Linked DNA regions of Mus musculus: region 1 is linked to region 2. A link is a contact called in public Hi-C data. All regions are on one chromosome and are shown on one strand. Each heading gives the region's core, a stretch centred on a gene start, on an enhancer-like site or on the middle of the called end of the contact. The rest is flanking DNA. Distances are from core to core; before and after follow the strand shown.

The links. Hi-C and Micro-C count contacts between places; a contact is called where the count stands out from the background.
Region 1: a contact with region 2 is called in a Hi-C map of the N1E-115 cell line, with 4 times the contacts expected there. The contact joins the enhancer-like site here to the promoter of Cul3 in region 2. A contact is called at or near these places in 2 of 39 promoter capture datasets (cranial neural crest and hippocampal neurons), 1 of 484 Hi-C or Micro-C datasets (the N1E-115 cell line) and 3 of 115 datasets of contacts at active chromatin or transcription factors (differentiating embryonic stem cells, embryonic forebrain and stem cell-derived neural progenitor cells).

What each region holds. Positions count from the first base shown.
Region 1 is chr1:81,298,993-81,302,647 of GRCm38.p6, forward strand. The region is part of intron 6 of Nyap2 (neuronal tyrosine-phophorylated phosphoinositide 3-kinase adaptor 2); the gene reads left to right. Among named protein-coding and RNA genes, the nearest start is that of Nyap2, 220 kb to the left of the region's middle. Within about 2 kb of position 1,324, at least 19 of the 459 cell types and tissues checked have an H3K27ac peak or open chromatin away from gene starts, as enhancers often do. A contact at or near this core is called in the N1E-115 cell line, where this site is marked.
Region 2 is chr1:80,339,191-80,342,562 of GRCm38.p6, forward strand. Cul3 (cullin 3) reads right to left here and starts at 1,500. Exons shown (of 16, transcript NM_016716.5): 1 at 1,056-1,500. The coding sequence starts at 1,121. It overlaps Gm39667 (a long non-coding RNA gene), which reads left to right and starts at 1,723. Exons shown (of 2, transcript XR_865570.2): 1 at 1,723-1,960; 2 at 2,038-3,372.

The DNA of each region.
Region 1 (3,655 bases), core at 74-2,573, 960 kb after region 2:
AGGAAAACCACTACTATGTAAATATCATTTTGTAACTCAACCAATAGGAACCAAATACCTTAACTTAATTGGTGAAGTTTCGTTATTGTTGCCATGAGGTATTATGGGTGTTAAGCGGGATGATAGGATTTTAGAACAGTTGTTCCACTTTCCGGCTCTTGTGTCTCCCTCTATGATGCTCGACTGAAACAGGATGTTATACAACCAATGACAAGATCTAGGAAACTGTCCAGCACTGATCATCCAAGTGCACACTCATCAATATGGTAAATGTCAGGAGGTTTTAAAACCATAACGAAGCAGAATAACTGCATTTTGTAATGAGAAACATTGTGCGTCTTAGTATTTTTGCCCTACTAAACTATGCACAGTCTTTAATTTCTGGGTGAATGAATATCTGCAAGCACTTGTCTCTCTCAGGTGCATCTCAAGTGCCATTTAGGATTTCTTAATTTAAATTACCAAAGGCCTTTGTATGTAAATGTAGCCATCCTAACTACTTCAAGGATCACAGAATAAGTTGACAGGGCATACTTGCCTCTTAGTCACAGTGACAAAATGACCCTTTCTCTACCGTCTCTCAAATATTGAAAAACTGTTAAAGAGTGTGATATCGAAATTAATCTCTTCCAACACAAAATTAGGAAACTCTCTAGAGCACACTGGTGTGGTTACTTAGCTGGCTCCGTTGTGCATTTAAGGTTATCTAATATGGAAGCAGAGGAATGACCAAACCAGAGCAGGCGGCTCTCCGCCCCAGGCTGACCTCTTACTGAACACCGAGCTTCCCCACAGAAGAGATCCCTGTAAGCCATGCCAGAGATTTGGCCAGTAGCATCTGCCATTCATGTTAGTATGCCTTGAGGTCAGCCCAGCATGCATTCATTACAGAAAAGCCCCAAAAGAGGGACATCAAAACAACCACAAAGATCATTACACAAAGTCAGCTCACGTTGGGGAATTATTTCTCGTGAACTAATTTCCAGCTGAAAAATAAATTGTATTTGCAAAGCCTATTTTCCATAAATAACATTTATTTCCATGAAATTTGTTGAAGATTGTATCTAGCTTTGTGAAATATGGAATAAATTAATGTTAGTAATAAGACTACCGGTGACTAAATTAACCTATAGCTATACATTATAACGATGTTGCATTAGTATAACGCAAGTATGAAAATCCCCAATACTTTCTATGTGCTCTCAATACTTCTGTCTTATTGGTTAAAAAACATGCAAGGCTTGAGTTTTCTGTAAGGCATTCTATTGTATTTAATTAAAGTCAGATTTAAATATGTGAAAGATTACTTTTCAATGCCAGCTGGATGTTGAAATGTTGGAATTATTTGATTTCTATGTTCATGCAGGAATTCTGATTACATTTTATAAACATTGGTGTCACAGGATATTTTAGCATATTATTTAGATTTGTATGGTCATTATGCTTTAAGGACCAGATATTTAGAGGCCACTTTTTAAGTTTAACAGTCTCATAACAAGCATCTCAAGAAATCTGCTACTGAGCAGAAACTACAAACTCATACCTGTCCCCAACACACTTATTATCCATCTCCATCGCTACCAGGAATGAGGCAGATTGATGCAATTTACAACTCCGTCTAAGAAGATTCAAACCCATGGGGTGGCACTTAGGTCAAAGGACTCTGAGGGTGTCTGCTAGCTGCTAGTTCTCTGTACCTGGATGTGTCCTTTATACCCTTATCATCAGAAGTCAAAACTAAGGCAATGGAAAAATTATAAAGTAGCTGAAGAATATTCTTTAGTGTGTGAAAGGCACAGATGTTATGGGAGGATCTGAGGTGAAGTTTTCACAGTGACGATCCCATGCTGTTTATTGTTATCTCTGCTTCTTGCCTGTAGGATGTACAAGGACATGGGTGGAGCCTTTCTGTTCTGTTCTATATCAAACAGGTGCTCTTACTCCCCCATGTGGCAAGAGAGAATGCCAGTGTGAGCTGGCTGACACAAGCTGTCCAGCGTGTCTTGCTTATGGGATGCTAGAAGTTATGAACTGAAACGCTTAAATGCGTCACTCTTCTTTTTTCCAGGGAGCCTGTTTTTTTATCTGTAGAGTATGGGAAGTATTATTTGTTTAATAGTATTGTTGAGAATCAGTGTGATTATAAATATATGATTCATATTATATAAAAATAATATACATTTATATTATATAAGTATATTATATAAATTATATATAATTTCAAATTTAAAATATCAATTATATTATTATAACTGATATAATATTATTGTGTACTAAATATAAATGTATTTTTATATATGAAAAGGATTAGGGATAATATTTATTCTTTCTCTTCTTGCCATACATCATTTTACTCTCTCAAATACTCAAATTTTTCGGATTGCTGGAAAATTTTGAGAGGAGACTTCTGGCCACTGATGTAACAAAGAAGTTGGATGCAGATGGGTGACTTAGTTCACCCCAGTATTCCTATGTAATCCTGTGAGAAATTAAACACTCAGAATTTGCTAGGGTAGTGACTTTTTCTTGTCCTGTATTTATCATGTGTGGTTTGGATAAAATGTAAGTGGAAACTGACTACCAGTGTCATTTCAGCTCCCCTGTCATCTACTGTTATTTATTGTCCTATCTAGATTAAATGACAAATGAATGCAATGGAAATTCTACAGCTATCTAGGATGCTATCAACTTTTGTGGTTAGGAGAAAGAAGATGCTATGGTCAGAATGGTCAGCATATGCTTTAAGATGTATCACTGATTCAAATACATTGTTTTCTTTAAACACCAGCATGCACTCTGTGGAATACACCTTTAACAACAGAAACCAATGGGGCTTCAACAAGCCTGCCCCACACTGCTTGGAGAACTTTAACAAATAAAGTGGATACATGGCTCCCCCTAGCAACCGAAATGTATAGTACAACCAGCTCTTCAAAGGCAGGGTTGCTTTTAAAGTCTTACTTGTAAACACACCTCCTGAGTGAGGAAAATGAGCAACTGTATCCAACGCCCCTTGTGTGCTGCACATTTTTATGGATAGATGAAGGTAACTGCATTGGGCTGTATGACTTCTTCCCTTCATTTAATTATCTCTGTTCAACCTGAGTCTTGAGAGAAAACAAAAAACAAAAAACAAAAAAAGCATTGCCCTTCTTTAATTAAATTAAAGTGCAGGGGTGGGGAGCTTAATTCAATAAATGGAAGAATAACTTCTTGATTTTTTTCCTTCTGTTAATGTCATTGAAATGAGTAGCTTAAGAATGTTTCAAAAAAAAAAAAAAAAGAAAGAAAAAGAAGAAGCTCTCTCTAGCTACTGGGTAAGCTTTCCTTCGACTTAGGTGACCAGTAGAATATGAAGAAATGTTTGTACACAACACTTGCTCACAGTTGTTCTGCACTTTATTCCAGTGCCTCTCTACTTTCCTAATGCTGTAACCCTTTAGTACAGTTCCTCATGTTGTGGTGACCCCAAACCATAAAATTATTCTGCTATTACTTCAATAACTATAGTCTCCCTGCTGTGAGAAATTTTAATGTAAATATCTGATACACAGGATACCTGATTTGCGACCCCCCAAAGAAGTTGAGACCCACCATTGAGAACTTTTGCTTTATTTGAATAATATGGTCCCGTGGTGCATGCTTTTCTGAAGAA
Region 2 (3,372 bases), core at 250-2,749:
AGGCCCTCAAGTTCTCCAAGGCAAAGTTACTTAACTCAGACAATACTATCGTGGTCTTTCATTCCTCACAGCAAAGGGTACTTCAGGAAAAGCCTGTTCAAAAAGTGATGACAAAGGCCCCCTTCCCCTCCCACACGACAGAATGCTTATGAGTCTTAGAAGGGAAAAACAACCTCCCTCCGTTTTACTTTTACAATTCTGCTCCACTGATGGCTTGTCTATTTGACATTTACCTGTCACTGTAGCGACACGAGCAAGTACGTCCAGTTTGTTACAACAGGACATTTTAATTGCCTGCCACTGGCTATCTGATCGAGGCATGACATCCAAAGTTACATACTACTCCATCTACTAAACACCGCAAGCCTATGACTCAACGTAACGCCAAGAGGAAAAGTTTCTGAAGAGCAAATGTTTGCTGTCGCTAAAAACGTACAAGGTAAAACAAGTCTGAGTGGCAACTATTCTTGGGGACCTCCTTGACTAAGACACGGAAAAGCTGTGCCTGGCCCTCCAAGAAGTGGAGGGGCGATTCTGAACCGGAGTGGGTCAAGCGCTTAGGAAGCTTTGCAGGATCAAGGATGCTATAAATACTATGCTCCTAGTGTTTTGCCAGTGGGCATTTCTAGCATCTCTGTCAGTGAGTGGGGCAGTGGGATGGCAAGACCGCCCCTGACTACGGAGTCGAGCAGAGGTGGACAGTCCTCCCCACCGCCGTAAAAGCCGAGCCGGCTCCTTCTGGAAACCGCACGCTAAAAGTTACACACACGCCCCACGCGACGGGTGCGGCGGCCACAGCGCGCATCCCCTCAGGGCCGCGGCCCCCGAGGCCCGAGCGAAGGAGGCCCCGGGGCGGCCGGGGCGCGGGGAACGGCCCCGGAGGTGGCCGACCCGGCCCCGCGCCGCCCCGTTGCCGGGAAGCCTCGCGCTCCGCCACCGGCGGCGGCCGTGGGGGGAGGGGAGGCCGGCTGCGGCCTGTTGGCGGAGTTCAGCCCCGGCCTCGCGTGCGGCTCCGGGCCGCGGCTCCCGGTCCCGGGCGCCGAGGACCGACTCACCGGAAAGGCCCGGATCCGCATCTTGGTGTCCTTCCGGCTGCCCGTGCCTTTGCTCAGATTCGACATGGTGCTCGGCCCCTCCCCGGCGGCGGCGCTGACGGCGGCGGCGGCTGCGGCTCGCACTCGGAGGCGCCGGTGTCACATTGAAGGCGGGAGGGCAGCCGCGGGGCTCGGCGGGGGGCGGCGGCGCGGCCCCCGGGCTGGGCTGGGCGGCGGGCCGGCCCCTGGGCGGCCGCGGCGGCGGGGGCGGCGGCTCGGGCTCGGGCGGCTCGGGCTCGGCCGGGGGCTGCGCTGGCGCGGCGGCTCCGCGGGCTTCCCCTCGCGCCGGGCTCGGCTCCCTTTATCGCGCTCCTCCGCGATGGCGGCGGCGGCGGCGACGGACAAACATCTCACTGCGCAGGCCGAACGTCCTCCTCCTCCTTCTCCTCCTCCGCCTCAGCGAGACGAGATCCGGCCCAGAGGGTGGAGGGGGGAGGAGGGAGGGAGGAGAGCGGAGAGTGGAGAGATGGGGGAGGGGGCGGGAGGACGGGAGGGGAGGCGGGAGGCCGCGGCGGGCACGTCAGATCTCGCGAGATCGGGGCGGGCGCGCGGTCGGGGGCGGGGTGGGGCGAAGCCCGGGAAGGGAGGGCGCAGGGAGAAGTGGGGTCTGAACGTGGTGGGGAGGGGGGAGAGGGGTGGATTAAGGAATGGGCGTAGTCAGCGCCCTGGGGGGCGGGGCCTGGTGCAGGAGACGTAGGCTGCGTTTTCAAAAGAGGAGCGTCGGAGACCCCAGTAGGCTGAGGTGGCTTCTGATTGGTGGAGCGCGAAGGTGGTGGGTCACGTGGGTAGTGGGCGGGGGAATTTCCGGAAGGGGGAGAGGGGAGTGTTGTGTTGTGGGCTGGCGGGGCTGAGCTTGGCCCTAGTAGGTAGGTAGTCCTGGGAAAGGGCGTGGGGTGCGAGGAGGAAGGTTCTACGTCCTAGAACTGCTCCTGTGTTTTTCTAGGGCACGTGGCCTAGGGATGGGTACTTGAGCCCAGCCAGAAACTTGAAAGCAGGGTTTGTGCTTGAGTTACCTGCAGACTGCGAAACCAGTGTCCTGTTTTTAGCTAGGTGTTGCAGCGCCTCAGAATCAACCCGGCCTTCTTACACTGTACAAGCTCCTGGGTTTGTTCATTAGTTGATACCTTCTGGAGGATCCAGAGCCCACTAATGTTAAAACCCGGTTTTTGTTTGTGCCGAAATAAAACAAATGCCTAATATACTACAATATTGTGTTAAACATACGACCATTTCCAAGAACAGTATAGATCATTAAAACCAAAAGCACTGTGAAATTAAGTTTGCTGTAGGTTTGGAGACATTTTTCTATTTGTTCGGGGACTCTTATCCTATAGTCGAAATGTCCAATTCGACTGCTTTTGGCTTCTAATTCAGTATGAATCCTACATCTACCTTGCATACTTGCTCATTTGCTGTTTCCAACGCCCCTGGGAAATCTGAGATTCTCCCAGTTTTGGATCTTCCCATTTTGAGTGAACTGTTGTTGGGATTAGCACCTACAATTGAAATTGGTGGCCCATGACCTTAATCCCAGCATTTGGGAAGCAGAGGCAGGTGGATTTCTGAGTTCGAGGCCAGCCTGGTCTACAGAGTGAGTTCCAGGACAGCCAGGGCTACACAGAGAAACCCTGTCTTGAACACCCTTCACACACCCCCGCCCTCCAAAAGGGAAAACTTGATAAAGCTTGTTTATTTATGGTTGAATTGACCCTAAATTATTTGTAATGACTAAGCTTAGAGAGTTAAGCTAAAAATAAAATATCAAGAATGGGTTAAGTAAAACAAGGAAGGGCTCTGATGAATATAGTGAGTGATGCATAGTTGTTTATAACTAGTATGCTAATTGATTGCCATTTCCATAATTATCAGGATATAAAACCTTTTTCTATTGGCTGTCCTATCATATGGCTCTATTTCTTATTACAATATACATTTTAAGCCATTGGCTTTAATCTAAGCTCTGCCACTTTATCAGCTTTCCCGAAAGAACTGCATGTTCTCTCTCATGAGAAAAAGCCAATAGTATTTGTAATATGCAGTCAAAGATGCATGTGGGTATGGAGAAAGAAGCAACCCTGGATATAAGAATATCAGGAAGGACTGACTTGACTGCAGGTAATGCACACAGTTATGAAGGAGGATTTAAAAATCTTATTTTTAGTTATAATGCTGTCATGGATCTTGTTTTGGTTTTTTTGTTTTGTTTTGTTTTTTGTTTTGTTGCTTTTGGTGGTGAATAAGTGCGTGAATAGTAAAAGTGTAAAATTGTAATGTGACA